2 separate regions of the Mus musculus genome follow, and region 2 is linked to region 1. Evidence: chromatin contacts called from public HiChIP or PLAC-seq data. All regions are on one chromosome and are shown on one strand. The core of a region is the stretch at or near the end of the contact, and the rest is flanking DNA. Distances in the headings are between cores, read along the strand shown.

The links. HiChIP or PLAC-seq counts read pairs in DNA pulled down with a chosen protein or histone mark.
Region 2: a contact with region 1 is called in a FOXA1 HiChIP or PLAC-seq map of pancreatic cancer cells. The contact joins two enhancer-like sites. A contact is called at or near these places in 2 of 484 Hi-C or Micro-C datasets (the G1E-ER4 cell line and forebrain), 2 of 115 datasets of contacts at active chromatin or transcription factors (embryonic stem cells and pancreatic cancer cells) and 1 of 9 other capture datasets (adipose tissue).

What each region holds. Positions count from the first base shown.
Region 1 is chr2:170,203,049-170,207,063 of GRCm38.p6, forward strand. No RefSeq gene overlaps it. Among named protein-coding and RNA genes, the nearest start is that of Gm17619, 11 kb to the left of the region's middle. Within about 2 kb of position 2,188, at least 215 of the 459 cell types and tissues checked have an H3K27ac peak or open chromatin away from gene starts, as enhancers often do. A contact at or near this core is called in embryonic stem cells and pancreatic cancer cells, where this site is marked.
Region 2 is chr2:170,524,408-170,528,422 of GRCm38.p6, forward strand. No RefSeq gene overlaps it. Among named protein-coding and RNA genes, the nearest start is that of Gm16796, 14 kb to the left of the region's middle. Within about 2 kb of position 2,299, at least 70 of the 459 cell types and tissues checked have an H3K27ac peak or open chromatin away from gene starts, as enhancers often do. A contact at or near this core is called in embryonic stem cells and pancreatic cancer cells, where this site is marked.

The sequences.
Region 1 (4,015 bases), core at 938-3,437:
TGGTGTGCCTGAAGACAAGCTACAGTGTACTCATATACATAAAATAAATAAATCTTTAAAAAAATAAAAAAATAAAAAAACAAGAAAAGAAAATGAGAATTCTGGCAGAAGGAAACTCCTGTGCTGGCACGTATTGAGACTACACCATTACAGACCTTTGCATTTTCATCCAGTCACAGTGAAACCTTGGATATAAATTAAATTAATAAAATTAAGTTAGATTTTAAAAAAGAAAAAGAGCAGAGCGGTGGTAGGCATGTCTTTAATTCAAGCGCTGGGGAGACAGAGGCAGGCAGATCTCTGTGAGTTCGAGGCCAGCCTGGTGGTCTACAGAGTGAGTTCCAGGACAGCTAAGGCTACACAGAGAAACTCTGTCTTAAAGCAAAACAAAATAAAACAGAACCAAACCCCCAAACCACAACAAAACAAAACCCACAGAATTCATATGTTAATATATGGTAACTAACATGTTATTATATTGATCTGTACTAATTAATTAGTATATATTTAGAGGACAGGGTGCTACGATGTGACTCTGGCTCAGCCTAGTAAGAAGAATGACCGGAGATCAGCTGGGGCTATGAGCAAGTCTGTAGCAGAAGGGGATCTGAGGCTTCTAGTTGCGTCTTGAAGTGACACGGTGACCACCTGGTTCTGGTCAGCTTGGGACTTCCCTGGTTTTAGCACTGAAATTCCCTCCACCTAGGGAAACCCCAAGTTCTCAGCAAACTGGGATTGTTGGTCACCTCACCAGGTTACCCTGACTGATTGATCGGGAATTCCAGAAGATTCTAAGTTTATTTGTTTATTTTTTGACCCAGAGGCTCATGTTGCCCAGACTGGCCTCAAAGCTGATATATAACCAGGATGAGTCTGAATGCTTGGTTCTCTGCCCCTACCTTCCAAGATGTAGCTCTATAGCACCATGACTGATTTTTTTTAACCCCCTAAACTTAATCATATATATTTTTATTTTCTGTACAAGAGTGTTTTGTCTTCATGTATGTATATGTATCTCATGTGTGCCCAGTGCCCTTGGAAATCAGAAGAGGTCATTATGTATTCTGGAACTGGAGGTATGGATGGTTGTGAGCCACCATGTGGGTTCTGAGAACCAAACTCAGGTCTTCAGAAGAATAGTCAGTGCACTTCACCACTGACCCATCTCTCTAGCCCCTCATTATGCCTGACTGTATCTGGTGCTGGGGATAGAACAGAGCTTCACACTTATTAGACATACATGCCACCAAGTGAGCTAGCTACATACATAGCCTGGATTGCAGAATGTTAAGACAGAGTGTGGCAAGTGGTCCCCAGGTCAGACAACAACGAAAGGCGCGTGTGTGTGTGTGTGTGTGTGTGTGAAGGGTATACCATAGAGGATTCATGTAAACCAGAGAACAACTTGGGGACTTGTTCTCTCCTACTTTTGCAGTGGCTTCAAGGGTTGAACTCAGTTTGTCAGGTTTCACAGCAAGTACTTTTTTACCTGTAAGTCATCTTGATAGCACCATCATTTATTGATTCATTTTTCTATTATCTATCTATCTATCTATCTATCTATCCATCCATCCATCTATTTATCCATCTACCCACTACCTACCTATCCATCCATCCATCCACTTACCCACCCTATCTATCTATCTATCTATCTATCTATCTATCTATCTATCTATCTATCTATCTCCATCCATCCATCCACCCATGCATCCTAATTATCTATCTGTCTATCTATCATCTATCTATCCATCCACCCATGCATTCTGTCTGTCTGTCTGTCTGTCTGTCTGTCTGTCTGAGACAAGGTCTCACATGGATCCCCTAGGCTTGAACTTGCTATGGAGTTGAGTATGACTTTGAACTCCCAATCTTCTCACCTCCACCTTCTGCACACTGAGATCACAGGCACACACGGCCATGCCCCAGCTCTTCAAACTGCAGGGTGTTTTTTTTTTTTTTTTAAGATTTATTTATTTTACGCATGTGTGTACACTGTAGCTGTCTTCAGACACACACCTAGAAAGGGCATAGGATCCCTTTAGAGATAGTTGTGGGTCACCATGTGGGTGCTGGGAATTGAACTCAGGACCTCTGGAAGAGCAGTCAGTGCTTTTAACCACTGAGCCATCTCTCCAACCCCAAACTGCATTTTTAAACCTTGCTTGGTACTCAAGCCAAAACCAGTTCCTTTTCCGGGTGTCGTTCTATTTAGAGACTGTGGATACACAAGAGTAATTGCCCACAGTCTCATGCTCCCCTGAGTTAGGCAAACGCGGTTGCTACCTCTCTTTCCTCAAGGGTGTGTTTCCTTGGGTTTTAAAATTCCTGACCAGATCGAAATGAAAGACTCCGTTTCTCTCTCCTTATCAGTAGGTAGGGTCCGACATTAAACAGTCAGCCTTTTGTGTGAGGGCGCACTTTGTGATTTCTAAGATTACACCTCAGCCTCTTAAGTGTAATCAATGGAGGATAAAATTCTTTAGGACACTCAAAATATTTCAAGAATCTTCAATATTCTATTTCCAGATGGGAGAACATAAGTTTCAATCCCAGGAGCCAAACCCTGCTGCTGTAGAATGGACGATTTCCTGTAAAAGAAGGAGCCGCGCCCTGCCCGCGCTTTGCGGGAGGGGTGGGGGTGGGGGTGGAGGCTACGGGTTATTGAGCTGGAGGCTGCTTTCTCTGAGTTCTGAGACGCTGTCTGTACCTTTCCTCTGTGTTGTGGGAGACTCGCTTCCATAAGCGAGCCATTCAGCTACGGGAATGTTCTTGCTTGATCCTGAATCCCTTTCTGGGTGAGAGTCCAGATAGAGTTTCTTGCTGGGAAGACAGACTGTCCCTTTTACAGTTCCCAGTCCTAAGCAGGTGGTGACAACCTTCATTTGGAATGACCTATAGGTGCGTTTTTCCACCGAGTACCATAAATTACAGCTAAGTCACTTCTGACCACAAAGGTGCAGTTCCCCAGAACAGAAAGCGGCTGTTTGGGGGGTGGGGTGGGGGGAGGGGCGCTGGGGACAGCCTAGGCTGATAAAGCTCGGGAAGTTGACAGAACTGTTCAGAGGCGCAAAGGGGGAAGCCCCCATTGTTTGTGGTAGCTTTGTAAAAGTAGGAAATATTTTGTATTTTAATCTTTTTAAGCATAGTATTATGCCTAAGAATGAGTTTTATCATGACATTTTATACAAGTATGTCATGTATTTTGGTTATATTCACACCAATACCCTCTCCTGTCCCCTCCCATTTCCCATGACCCCCTTCCTAGCTTTTTTTTTTTTTTAAAGTAACTCAGTGCCTTCCATGGAGGTTGCTTATATGAATATGAGAGGAAGTTATCACAGAGACATTCTGTATTACTGAAGAAATGTTCCCCCATCTCCCCTCCCATCCCCCACGGCAACCACCCTCAGGAGATTTGTAGCATAAGCCTCTCCCAGCTAGTTTACTGGTAACCGTGTATAAACCCCCAGGGAGGGGTGGGGCCTCGATAGCCCCTCCCCTGCCCTTCCACTGTGCTGTCCTAGGAGGCAGAGGTGGGACAAGACTGGAGGAGCAGTCGTGAAGGAGTGCAAGGGACTCCAGCTCCCTGCGTTGTTGACTGAGGACAGGAGGCCCCCAGTTCTTTGGCTCCTCAGTCTCCTGTTGTTCTTCCCTGAGAGAAGTGGTATTTGTTATATCTAGGCTTCCTATCTCCGCCATCAAACTCCAAAGCCTCTGCTCATTTTGAGAAGTAGTGTAACCCCTTACACTGTTTGGGAGTTCATACTCTACTTGGGACATTGTTCAGAGGCAAGAGCCCAGCATCCCGAGATCGCGTATGGTTTTTGTACTGAGTGTGTTGTATAACACACACTCCAAGCCTCGGGTTGCCACCTCCCCGCTCTGAACTGACCTCCAGCGAAAGCAAACATCACTCTCTAGGAGTGATTACCATAACTCTTGTCGCTTTATTGTTAAGGAAGACCTGTCAAGGGTGTCTTTGTCCTCCAGAGAGGGATGTTCTCCAGGACCTCTG
Region 2 (4,015 bases), core at 1,049-3,548, 320 kb after region 1:
CCAGCCCATTGTGGGTGGGGCCATCCCAAGGCTGGTGGTCCTGGGTTCTATAAGAAAGCAAGCTGAGCAAGTCATGGGTAGCAAGCCAGTAAGCAGCATTCCTCCATGGCCTCTGCATCAGCTCCTGCCTCCAGGTTCCTGCCCTGTTTGAGTTCCTGTCCTGACTTCCCTCAGTGATGGACTGTTCCCTGGAAGTACGAGCTGAAATTAACCCTTTCCTCTCCAGCTTGCCTTTTGGTCATGGCATTATATCAAAGCAATAGAAATCCTGACTAAGACAGCTTTTTCTAGAGGATTAAATACTGGGAAAGGTAGGGAAGAGGACAATGGGAACCTCCAGTCGCTCCACTTCTCGAGTTAGAACTGTTGTGATTCAATCTGTTAGCCCTCTTTTTCAAATGAGGAGACTCTGACTTTTTTAGATGACTGGAGAAGCCACTTTTGAAGGCTACACTGTGGGGCAGGCGCAGACCTGGACCTGGTAAGGCTCTGTGGGACCTCACTGTGTCTTTTCTTGCTTCTCCTCCCACCCAGGATGCAGCTCCTGTCATAGCCTAGCTGAAGGAGTGTGTGAGACAACTCCAGCATGCTGTGCATTACCCACAAGTCCCGGGATGGAGTAAGGGCTCCCTCCATAAATACTGCCTGCTGTGTTTGGCCCTGTGAAAACCCAGAGGCCTGTGGGGCCACTGAAAGCCATGCAGCGAGGTGACGTCATCCTTGTGTAGCTTGCACCACAGTTAACATTGTGTGGACCAACTCCTAAGTGACTTTCGCAGTGTCAACACAAAAACCACAATTCTCACCCCCAACGTGATGAAAGAGTTGATTCTGGAGCCAATAATGAGTGGTGGCAGCCAAGGAGCACACATTTGGCTACTCCAAATTCCGTTGTCCAACATGGCAGTAGTTCAGGGAAGTGTTTATAGAAACAGAACAAAAAACAGGCATGAATCAAGACCTTGGTGGGAACATCAGAGAGATGGAACAGCCAAGCAGACAACCTCACCTGTGAGCCTTGGATGCTGCCTGTGAGCATGCATTCTTAGCCCTCAGATTGGTGGGAAATGGGGGTTTTTGCATATTCCCAAGGTTTTTACTGTTAAACACAAAATGTTAAGGCAGACGCGGACATGGGCAAGGAATGGATAGCAGGGGGCTAAGGATAGCCTCGGGGAAATTATGATCAGACTCTGAGCCTGCAACATTCCAATGTCCCCCACATCACTGACAATCAGCTTTTGCCAGCATCGCATTTTTCCAGGAATTCTCGGTTACAGTAGGAACCCTGAACACATTGCCTCCGCTAGGATATTCATGAGTCCTAAGCAAATTTACCTGCCTTAACCCTTCAGCATAAAAGAAAACACTACACCGGGCGTGGTGGCACATGCCTTTAATCCCAGCACTCGGGAGGCAGAGGCAGGTGAATTTCTGAGCTTGAGGCCAGCCTGGTCTACAAAGTGAGTTCCAAGACAGCCAGGGCTACACAGAGAAACCCTGTCTCAAAAAACAAAACAAAACAAAACAAAACAGAAAAAGAAAAAAAAAAAAAAGAAAACACCACAGAGACTGTTGCACTAACTTTTCCCCCATCTCTTGGTCTCTAATCTTCACTTCATTGAGAGAAAGACAGCAAAGAAGGTCTCTTGGTATCCCTGGTGGTCCTGGTCCCTCCTGCTGACTCATGCCAATGTGGCTGAGGCCTGGCTGTCTCTGCTAGGCTGTGTCACCACTGCTGATTCCTGTTTGCTGTCCCTACTCTACTGAACTGGACTGCTGGTGTATTCATGAAGTGTTTGCCAGTGGTCTGAGCTGCCACTACTGATTTCTGTGAACAGAACTGCTGATTTTCTGACAATGCAGATGGGAGTTGCTCCAAAGAACAGTTTGTAAACAGGTCTACTTCCCCATATCCTAATAACCTTTCTTTTACACTACCTCTGGTGGGTGGTGGGCTAGAAGGGAGGTTAAAGTATTTAAGAACCGTTATTAAAATTAGGGCTGAGAAAAATCAAAGCCAATGTAGGTAGCAAGAGGTCCCCGGTTTAGGTGGCAGATCCCCTGGGATGCACCACTAGGAGATTTATAACTTATAGCTTACCAAATTAAGATGCTAGTTTCTGTGCCCAGCGATGGTGTTACCTGTAGATTCTAAACTAAGAGTGTGTGGTGTTTGCCTTAACTTGGCAACTCAACTGAGTTCCAGAGAAAGGTATGGACGCAGGTCACCCTAGCCAGCCACAGGAATCCGGAAGTGTGGGGCGTGCTTGGCAGTGGCCAATCATGGAAACTTAGTGAGCTGGGTGGAGAGATTACAGAGCTCTGAGTCAGAGAGTAGGCCGGGCTGAGAACAGGCTGGCCTGTGCTCTGGTGACATGCTAGCGGTAGCGTGGATTGCCTTTTTAAAAAAATATATTTCACACAACAGGAATTACCTGTCTACATTCCATGTGTGTGACAACAGCCATGTACCCTATGCAAGAACAACTAGCAAGCGTAAAATGCGGCTTAGTTTTGACATTACAGCGGCTACTCAGACAAAACCAAGGCAGCTGAAAGGCAGTAACATGCCTTCCTCTATGGCCAAGAACAGAGGGCTTTCGTTGCTGCCCAGAACAAGGAATGTGAGGACAGACGATTACAATATCCAGAAATGCCAGCGCTATACAAAGAACCCGAGTTAGGCCACACCGGACTGTTGGATGATTGTGGTACTTCCCACAGCGAGTGGAGTAAACCGCGTCTTGCTTTCCTCGGTGTGACTCGGATACTTCTGGTAGCCGAGGATCTATCTCATTTAAATGAATGAGACACGCTGGATAAGTTGTGGGGGGTGCGGAGGTCAACCTTGTCAGGGAAAAGTGGGATGCAGAGCGAGGCGCTGCAGGCTCCTGCTACTCCTTGAAGAGACCTGATCCGCCACACACACAGCATTAGATCTAAGATGGCTCCCGGAACACCAGAGAGACAGCAAAAGGAACTGAGGAACAAAAGGGCGATGGCTGCTTCCCCTTCTTCACGGAAGTCCTAACAGGTGATGGTTCCCGGACTCCCCTTCCTCTGCTCCTTCTGAGTTACCTCATCAGGCAGGGCTTTCATTGGAGCATGGTGATGGTGTGGTGAGATATGATTGGCTGAGGATTTAGGGGTTTGGGCTTGGGTCAAACACTTTATATAAACGTATACACTGGTCAATAAGCTCAGATCTGTACCCGGATGCTGATCTCTGGAGTCTGATGCCCAGGATTCATCGCGTGACTCCATCGCCTCTTACCTCCCATCTTTGGTCCTGTTCCTACAATAAGTGATAGCTATGGGACTTGTAGGTGACCAAAATTTCTAGGTCACCATAGTTTATACCTTCTCTATGGACTTAGTAACTAAGTTTCTGGCTTCTATAAAAGAGGGGGTTTTGTTTTAAGCTAAAAGCATTCTTGTTTAGACCCTTGGCATTTGGAGAGATGGCTGTAACGAGGTAACCCAGCCCATCACCAGGAGGAAACAACCTCTTGGCTTTGGGCAGCTGTTGCCATGTTGGGACTCATGCAAGAATTCTGATTGGTCGGGTGGGACGTATGCAAGAATTCTGATTGGTCGGGTAAAGCTTGACATATGCGTTTCTTTCTGTCATCCTTTTCTGTTGCGTGATAAAATACAAAGAAAGCTTAAATGAAAGGAGGAGGGGTTATTCTGGTTCATGGTTCCAGGGCACAATCAGCTCCGATAGAGACATCATAGCAGCAGGAGCTGCTCACAGGGAGCTGGTCACAGGCATCCATAGCCAAGAAGCAGAGAGCAATGAGTTCACGCTACTCGGCTCCGGTACTACATTTACATAGTCTATGATCCTCGGCGAGGAATGGCGCCACGCACCGGGGACTGGTGTTCTGCCTCAATTCACTCAATCAAAATAATCCGGAACAGGCATGCGCAGCCACCCATCTCCCACGCGACTCCGGAATATGTAATTGTCACGAAGCATCACACTATGCATGTGTGAGCTCTCAGCTTT